3 separate regions of the Sus scrofa genome follow, and regions 1 and 3 are each linked to region 2. Evidence: chromatin contacts called from public Hi-C data. All regions are on one chromosome and are shown on one strand. The core of a region is the stretch at or near the end of the contact, and the rest is flanking DNA. Distances in the headings are between cores, read along the strand shown. Region 1 holds the start of CHI3L2 (chitinase-3-like protein 2). Region 2 holds the start of DRAM2 (DNA damage regulated autophagy modulator 2). Region 3 holds the start of LRIF1 (ligand-dependent nuclear receptor-interacting factor 1).

Region 1 (2,725 bases), core at 90-2,589, 84 kb before region 2:
TTCGCTATATTAGGATATTTCGGGGGTCTGAAAACAGAGAAGAGAGCAGTTAAAAATGAAGTGAAACTTTGGATGACAGCTGCTGAAGCTGGTGCCATCTCCACAGAGCTGTCTTGAGAAGCTGGGCTCTGGGTTTGTCTCCTGCTGATTCACACCACTTTTAAGCAGAGCAGGGAGGGAGCGGGACCGCCACACACCCACTACTCAGGTAGGAGGATTCTGGTTGCCACATCTACTGTCAGGTCAGCCTCCGGCCCTTCTTCAAAGTGCTGACTCCCCGTGGGTTCCTCCCTGGAGACCCAGGCCTGAGCCCTTCAACAAGGACCTCAGAATGCTCTTGCCATTACCAAGTGGGCCATCATGGCTCAAGAGCATAGACGAGATGAAAGAGGTAAGGACACAATGAAAAGGATCCTTTTCCTCCAAAGACACTTCCCTTCTTCATTCGTAGCCCTGTTTATTTAGTCTCATGTCCATCTTCACCCAAATTCCCAGCTACCAAGAAAGCCAGAGTTTGGGATAAGAACTTTTGAGCTGAAAGGAGAATTTTAGAAAACGTTTACGCCCAACAAACCATGCCACAGATGAGAAATGTGGGTCTTCCCCAAGTTTTAAAATGTAAAGAAAGGAGTTCCCGTTGTGGCTTAGTGGTTAATGAATCCGACCAGGAACCATGAGGTTGCGGGTTCGATCCCTGGCCTCACTCTGTGGGTTCACGATCCGACGTTGCCAGGAGCTGTGGTGCAGGTTGCAGACGCGGCTCGGATCCCGCGTTGCTGTGGCTCTGGTACAGGCTGGCAGCCACAGCTCCGATTGGACCCCTGGCCTGGGAATCTCCATATGCTGTGGGTGCGGTCCTAAAAAGATTAAAATAAAATAAAATAAAATAAAATAAAATAAAATAAAATAAAATAGAAAGCATAAACCGTGAAACCTGTGACTCCATCACCAATCTGGACAAGAGGGGCCTTTGTGCAGAAGCAGTCTGGAAACACCCCTGATGGTCCAAAGGGCTCTGACCACTGCTGCCCCCTTGCCCATTTAGGAAAGATCAGATGGTCCCTTAGGGCAGTTGCCTTAGCTTGACAGGTTTTGATATGGAGCTGAACAGAGACTGGAGTCCCAGGAGTAAAAGATGGCCCCTTCTTCCACAAGTCCCTTGACCCTTCTCTGCTCATTAAGTTCCTGCTACATTATCACCCGGGCACTCACCTGCCCAGAGAGACTTCTGGTCCATGGTGATTGCTCCCATATCCCTGGCCAGCTAGGACACACATCCTCTGGGCCTTTTATGCCCTGGAGATTTCGATAGCCTGTCTTTTGGAAAGGAAGCAAGAACTACAGGAAATGCCAGGGACTTCCCCTGGCAAATCTGCCTTGCGAAACTTCCTGGCAATAGGACCCAGGTTTGAGCAATGCCAACAACCAAAAAAAAAAAAAAAGCTGCAAGGGAGACAACCACTGAGAGATCCTGCTCTACCAGTGTCACCCAGAAGGAATTTGGTCCCTGAGAAGGGAAGGAGATGGTACTTCTTTCATTTGCCTCCTCTTAGCACTTTCTGGCTGCCAAATGCCCCTTCCCCATCACTCAGGATCTGTCTTCTTTTTAACTCACCTCCTCACACTCACGTCATCTGCAGCCTGCTTATTCTCATTCATCTAATCAAACAGAGCTCCTACCATCCCAGTTGGTCCCACCCTACAGCTCTTCTTCACCTGATACCTTCAAAGGACACCATCCCCTTCCCCGTGGAGACTCTCTTGCTTCTCCCTGAGCCTGGGGGAGCTGGTTCCTCTGCTCACAGTGCAATTTATTTCCTCTCATAGCTCCACACTGCACTGTAACACACTGGTGTACATGCCCATCTCCCCACCTTGACTGTGTCGTCTTTAAGTACAAGATCTAAGGGAAACGAGAAAAACAAAAACCTCAACAAATGTTTATTGAGGTTCCTCCATTAACTTGTTAGCGTTGAATTGTACCCCAGGGCTGGGCTGGGGAAGGGATCCGATTTAAGGTTGGATCCAGTTGGAGTCTTGGTTATCACTTGGGACTGGCTAGGAAATTGAGTGGGGTTTACAACGTACAGTGGCTGGAGAAATGTAATTACCTACAAGTCACCAGAAAAATGGAGGAAGAAGGCAGAACCACTCTCACTGAGCAGAAAACTTAAAGGGACTGGGGCCAAAAGGAAAGCTGCTTTGATGACCTTACCCCCTACGTCCTGCCAGGTCAGTGTACCAGCCACACTTGTTCACTCTTTAAGAAATCTAGAGTTGCGTCTAAGTGGGAGCATAAGGTATTCATTTCTTACCTTTTTTCCATGTAATATACTTAGATATCATTCCAGAACATTCCTTGTCCACCTCCTTTTTTTTTTTTCTTTTACTGGCCTCTTTGTATTTCATCATACAGCTACACCTTCTTCTACTTAATCATCTCCTATTGATAAGCATTTAGCTTATTTCTAGACATTTTTGTTATTTAAAATATAGCTAAAATGAACATCCTTGAAAAGATCTATTCTTTATAGAATAGAGGAGGAGTCTATCTATAGGAGAAATCGCCAACAGGAGAATTGATTGGTCAAAGGGTTTTGGAATTTTAAAATTTGGAGCACTCTTGTAAAACTCCCTTCTGAGGGTTTGTACATCATTCAACTTTGTTATCTCTGTCCGTCTCATAGGTGACAAATGTTACCTCATTGTTTTAATTTGCATTCTT
Region 2 (2,700 bases), core at 63-2,562:
TCTTCTTCTTCTTCTTCTTTTTTTTTTTTTGCTATCATTTCTTAAATGAAAGCATTGTAAAGACAAGTTGTACAAGGGCCTTCTGACTATTTTTTGCTCAGCACAAAACAAATACGCAGCAAAATGTTTTCAGAACTTCAATCTCTGGAATTTGACCTGAATGCCAATGGTTCTAAAGTACCTATGCTCTAGATGCCCTTCTCACAGTCTCACCTGTGTTGTTAGTCAATTCGACACCTCCACTGAACACATTCCTCCTAGTTCGAGAGTAGTAACCGAATCTTTTTCTTTGTCCACATGCCTAACACTAATATCTGTTTAAAGATAACTATGCATTTGCCTACTATAGTAACATGGGATTCATCAATGAACTACGAAACTTCAGGCAAATTTATATACTAATACCAATGATGCAAAACATCAAAAAACGACACAAAAATACCAAGCACCCAACTGGAAAAAACAAGTTGAACACAGCTAAATGTAAAGATCCCATTCATTGCATGTTCTTGGGAACACCGGCAAAGAATAACACACCATCCCGTCCTTTCTCCTTCCAAGAACACTGCTGAAATAAACCCTCGCTGGCAACCTCAGAACTTGTCAATATATGCTGAAATTTCTAGAAAAGTTGCTGACCAAGAAGTATGGCCCAGCCAAAAAACACCAGCACCAGATTTCAAAAGGAAGGCAAACCCGGCACAGGATGCAACACGGTTTGCGTACTTGGCAGCACCTGAGCAAGAGGGTGTGGACCCGCTAGGCAAGGTCGGTTCCGCGCAGGCAGCACCCGCAGCCTTCCGCCCGCCCAGCTCTGGCCGCCGAGGTTCTCCCCACCCCGACTCCCACCACAGCAGTCCCCTGGCTCTCGCGCTGGCAATTCGCCACCGCAATCTCTCCATCCGGGGCTAGAGGAACAGCCGCCCCTCGCATTCCCCCACAAGCCCGCGCGCGAGGCTATCGCGCGCGAGGTAGGGCAGCGTTCGCCCAACGCGAGTGCATACACGGCTATATTCCAATGCCCCACCCCAGAGCCTGCAGCCCTCTCTCCACTCCTCTTGAGAGTGGTGCCCCCCAACAAGTCCTTCATACCCTGGCCGTTTTCCCAAGACCGAGCCCCGCGGCCTTACCCCGGCCCCCCAAAGCACGCCCCTAGAAATAAGACCTCCGACTCCAGCCGACTGGGTGACTCTGATCCGCGGCAGCACGTTCACGACACTTTCGCGATAGCCGTAAAGGGATACAGGGTCGGAAGAGGCGGCTGCGCGAGCGCGCACCTCCCGGTGGTGAGCGCGCTCCGGGACCGGCTTCGCTGCTCGGGAGCGCGCCCCGGGAGTTCTCCCTCGTTTCGGTCCTGCCGGCAGGCGCTGGACCCGGCTGCCGGTATTGGCAAAGTGATCCAAGCAAGGTAGGCCGAAAAGGGGATGAGGACCGGCCCTAGCCCCCACTAAGGGGTGTGTATCAGAGAATGGAATCGGGTGGATCAGGGACACGGACCCTGCCGGAGCTCCTCATCCCATGGCGGGAGTGCGAGTCGCGTGCGGGCTCGCCCTGCCTCTAGGGACTATGTTTTGCGACGCGAGGGAGAGGGACTAGGTGGTGGCCGGAGCCGCGGGTGGGCTCAGGGGGACCCCGTGGAGGGTGGTGGGAGTGGCTGCAAGCGGCGCTCAGGTGTCCGCGTCTCACCTTTCTTCCTCGGTTCTTGGTCTCTTCTTCCACTACCGTCCGAATCCCGCCTGCTTGTCCCAAGGCCGGCCAAGCTCCGCCTCTCACATCTTTTCCTGGCAGCAGGCAAAGCGTAGCTGAGCTTTCTGTCCCTGAGCTTTTCGCCTCCGGTTAAAGGCAGCGGTGGGTGTAAATGATTCCTTGGTTTTGTTTTAAGCGTTTATCGAGAACCTTCGCTCCAGTCCCACAAAGACTTCTGTTGAGGATGTATTCCCATTGTCAATCCAGGGCTCAGATTTCTTGATGGGAGGGTGGGGAGGAAGGTTCGAAATTGAAATCTGTGGTGACCTTGTGTATACGCGAAGCTCAAGTCTACTACGCCCAGTTCTATCGAGGGGCGTGCGATACGGAAAGGTAAATGGCTAGTCCTTTGTATCTGCACAACCGTGCTTCTGATAGGATACTTTTGCAAAACACCGCATTTTTCCAGTTCTCTCAAATTTAAATGTAGGAATTAATACCCACAGGCAACTCTAATTTGCGTTACAACACCAGATTCTCCCCATTTCTCTCTCCCTGTAATATTTGACCAACTTCTTTAAAATTACATGGTTTTCTAGATTATTTAATTTTTAACCATTACAAGAATATTGCATTTATTAGAAGACCAAATTGGAGTTTAGAAAAATAACCGTTTTCTATTATGCTTTGCTTTGGGCCTGAGGATTCTGTGTAGCTCCAAAAGAAGCTTAGGGCTTTCTTCGTTTGTAATATCCAGAATTTACTTTCTTATGTTTCTAAGCAGTCACCCTTAGAGGAGACAGCATGAGGAATTCATCTTTTTTTTACCGATGGCATTGAAATATTTGTGAAATTTAAAAATTGTGACTGTAGTTCTGATTCATGGGTTATCCAGGAAATCTGAGAAGACAGGTGAGAGATGAAAGAACATTTTGTTAAACACTCTCAGTGCTGTGAAGGTTATTCCTGCATATTTTTCAAGTATCAAAGGTTTCTTAAATTATTAACCACTAA
Region 3 (2,700 bases), core at 119-2,618, 88 kb after region 2:
AGCTCATGGTAGCTCATCATTGTAGCAATTGTTGTATTATAATTGTTATTTGTAATACTTGCAAAGAAAAATCTCAGCAGATTCCTGGTGCAAAAACATAAGATTTTGTTGAGACTGTGTATCACAAGCTAACTTTTCCCTCTGCCCAATTTTGCTCCCTTTTCTTCCCTTCCACACTGATCCCTAATAAACTTCCTGTACATCAAATTATATCTCAAGATTCCGCTTCCAAGGGAAGCCAATAAGCGACAATGAAACTCATTTATAAGAAGTGCTGATGTATGTGAGGACAAGCCAAACTGCAAAGTAAGAAATGAATAGTGAGAAAATTGAACAAGCCAAGAATGGGCAACTCATTCAAGTAATTTTGCGTTCACAGACAGAAATATGACCAAAACCAAGACAGTGTAAGGAGAGTTCTCCCATGGTACAGCAGTTAAAGATCCTGCATTGTCACTGCAGCAGCTTTTGTTTTTGCTGTGGTGTTGGTTCAATCCCTGACCCAGGAACTTCCGCATGCCATGTGCGTGACAGAAAGGAAGAAAAAAAAAGAAAAAAAAAAAAGACAGTATTACGGGCTCACCACCCTGACTCCTAGTACTGAGATATCGGAATGAAAGATAAATGCCAGTTAGACATACAGGATTCGGTATCAGTAAAATTAACTTTTACTAAAGAGTAAACAATAAGTATTACTTTCTATATCAGGACAAGATCTTTCATCAGTATTAGCTCATTAAGGAGTTAGGAGAATGAGTAACCTTCATTTTTAAGGGACAAAAATAAACCTGGAACTTGGCTACTTTATGTCAGTTTCCCAAATTTTAACAGTATGAGTCAGTTTACATCCTTACTGCCTATAGCTGATAAAACTGGATCTTCTAAAGCACTCCTCCCACAACTTCCGTCTAGCCCCAGCTAAATTAGAATGTCTACCTCTTAAACCTGAGACTTAAACCACTTCTTGGATAGCTGATTTGACTTCTTAGAAAAACTTATGAGAAATTTTTATCCAGGGATCCAGATAAAGATGCAAAAAATAAGCCTATGTGGGCAATTAAATTTTTTGAGACTGAAAACCTACGATAATAATTTCGCGTGAGGTATAAGGATGGGGTGGAGGGCAAGGGGAGGATAAGTCTCGAGGCAAAGACTGAAGAAAGCGGATAAAATCGAGAAACCCTCAGGAAGTAGCAATAATACGGGCGCTGGCCATAGGCAGGCGTCTAAAATTCTCTTACGCAAAGAATGCGTATGTCTCCAAACGAGCCTTCTGTTAGCTTTTAAATCTGGTAGGAGAGGAAAACTTGCACCAACGGCGAATATAAAAGCAGAAAATTTACGACTGACCCCGGAAACATTTTATTTTGCGTAGATATCTGGAGAATTTTCTTTTGCGATTCGTTACTTGATCCGGAAGGAGACATAGCAAATGTCACCTGTGATTGGGTCATAGCATAAAGGCGGGGCCTTAGCGAGCCAGTCACCTTGGCAACAGGATGTGACGGTGCCGGAAACCGCCAGGCCAGCTTTGCTCCCGCTGGCGGCTTCGGTGGGCGGGGTCGGCCGAGACGGTCCGGCTGATCTTCATCAGAGGCTCGGCACCGACAGAGGCGGTGCCATTAAGGCCACGCCTCCCGCCTGATTCCGGATGCCTGCGGAGCGAAGTCCTAGGCTCTAACGGGGCGGAGACTCGGGCTTGTTCTCTTAGAGGCTAGTGCCGGTCCCACCCCGTAAGTCACTTCGGTTCTTCCGGTTTCTGGTGGCTGCGCCGCCTCCCTCCGAAGCCTGAGGATACGCCCTCTCGGGAGCCTGTTGTCGCCCTCCTTTCTGCTTCAAGCCCCCCTGAGTTGCTCAGGCGCAACTCCAGCCAAACATTCTGTCGCTCTGGTTCTCGGCCCTTGGAGACCTCGACCCCCATATACTGCCCCCTTTCCTGGACGTACTGGCCCCTCCCACCCCTCTAAAATGTCCAATAACCTACGGAGGGTCTTCCTGAAATCTGCAGAGGAAAAGTCAGGCAGCGCCTCGCATTGGTAAGTACCGGTTTCGAATCTCCGGCGACACACCCGCCCCTCGCCCGTCTCTTAGCAGGATGTGGAGTCGGCCGCCGTTTCCTGACGTTCTGCAGTTCAGATGCCTTTGATCCCGCCGGGTGAGCACTCTAGGGGGAGTGCGCGGCGCTTCGGCTTTTAGAGCCCTTAGAGCCGCTCCCTCTTGGAAACATAAACCCTCTAGAGAGTCTGTGACACAGACAGCCTCTGCCTTGGCTCCGCAGCCCTCCAGCGCCTGAAGTTTCATAGGCTGACTGAGTAGATCTCCACAGGAGAGGAAAATCAACATGGCCGGCGCTCCTGTGTGACCCACATCATCTGGAAGATTCTCGCGCACTCGCAGAAAAACACGCAGCCGTCAGCGCGGATTAGCAAGTGCAGCACGGGTTGCGCTGGACCTTCAGGGAAAATAGCTGTAATTAAAGAGAGTTAGTGAGAAGGGAAGGCTTTTATTTTTGTGTAATTGACAAAAGTATATGAATATAGAACCTGAAAAATTGTTCTGGAATAAGGGAATCGATTTTTTAAATTTTCGAATACTAGTTTTATTTGAAGATAAAGAGAAGTAAAAATAGAGAAATTATCATGTAAAATCAACCTTTTGGAACAGCAGTATTTGAAGCAGGTGTATTGAGAATGCCATCTC

The links. Hi-C and Micro-C count contacts between places; a contact is called where the count stands out from the background.
Region 1: a Hi-C map of liver shows a contact between it and region 2, with 2.6 times the contacts expected there. The contact joins the promoter of CHI3L2 here to the promoter of DRAM2 in region 2. A contact is called at or near these places in 4 of 47 Hi-C or Micro-C datasets (blood and liver) and 1 of 2 datasets of contacts at active chromatin or transcription factors (alveolar macrophages).
Region 3: a contact with region 2 is called in a Hi-C map of skeletal muscle, with 7 times the contacts expected there. The contact joins the promoter of LRIF1 here to the promoter of DRAM2 in region 2. A contact is called at or near these places in 3 of 47 Hi-C or Micro-C datasets (heart right ventricle, liver and skeletal muscle) and 1 of 2 datasets of contacts at active chromatin or transcription factors (alveolar macrophages).

What each region holds. Positions count from the first base shown.
Region 1 is chr4:109,097,833-109,100,557 of Sscrofa11.1, forward strand. It overlaps CHI3L2 (chitinase-3-like protein 2), which reads right to left and starts at 1,340. Exons shown (of 11, transcript XM_003481491.4): 1 at 1,213-1,340. The coding sequence starts at 1,252.
Region 2 is chr4:109,182,111-109,184,810 of Sscrofa11.1, forward strand. DRAM2 (DNA damage regulated autophagy modulator 2) reads left to right here and starts at 1,313. Exons shown (of 8, transcript NM_001243696.1): 1 at 1,313-1,408. It overlaps CEPT1 (choline/ethanolaminephosphotransferase 1), which reads right to left. Exons shown (of 9, transcript XM_021090044.1): 1 at 1,687-2,700.
Region 3 is chr4:109,270,194-109,272,893 of Sscrofa11.1, forward strand. LRIF1 (ligand-dependent nuclear receptor-interacting factor 1) reads left to right here and starts at 1,369. Exons shown (of 3, transcript XM_013997274.2): 1 at 1,369-2,036.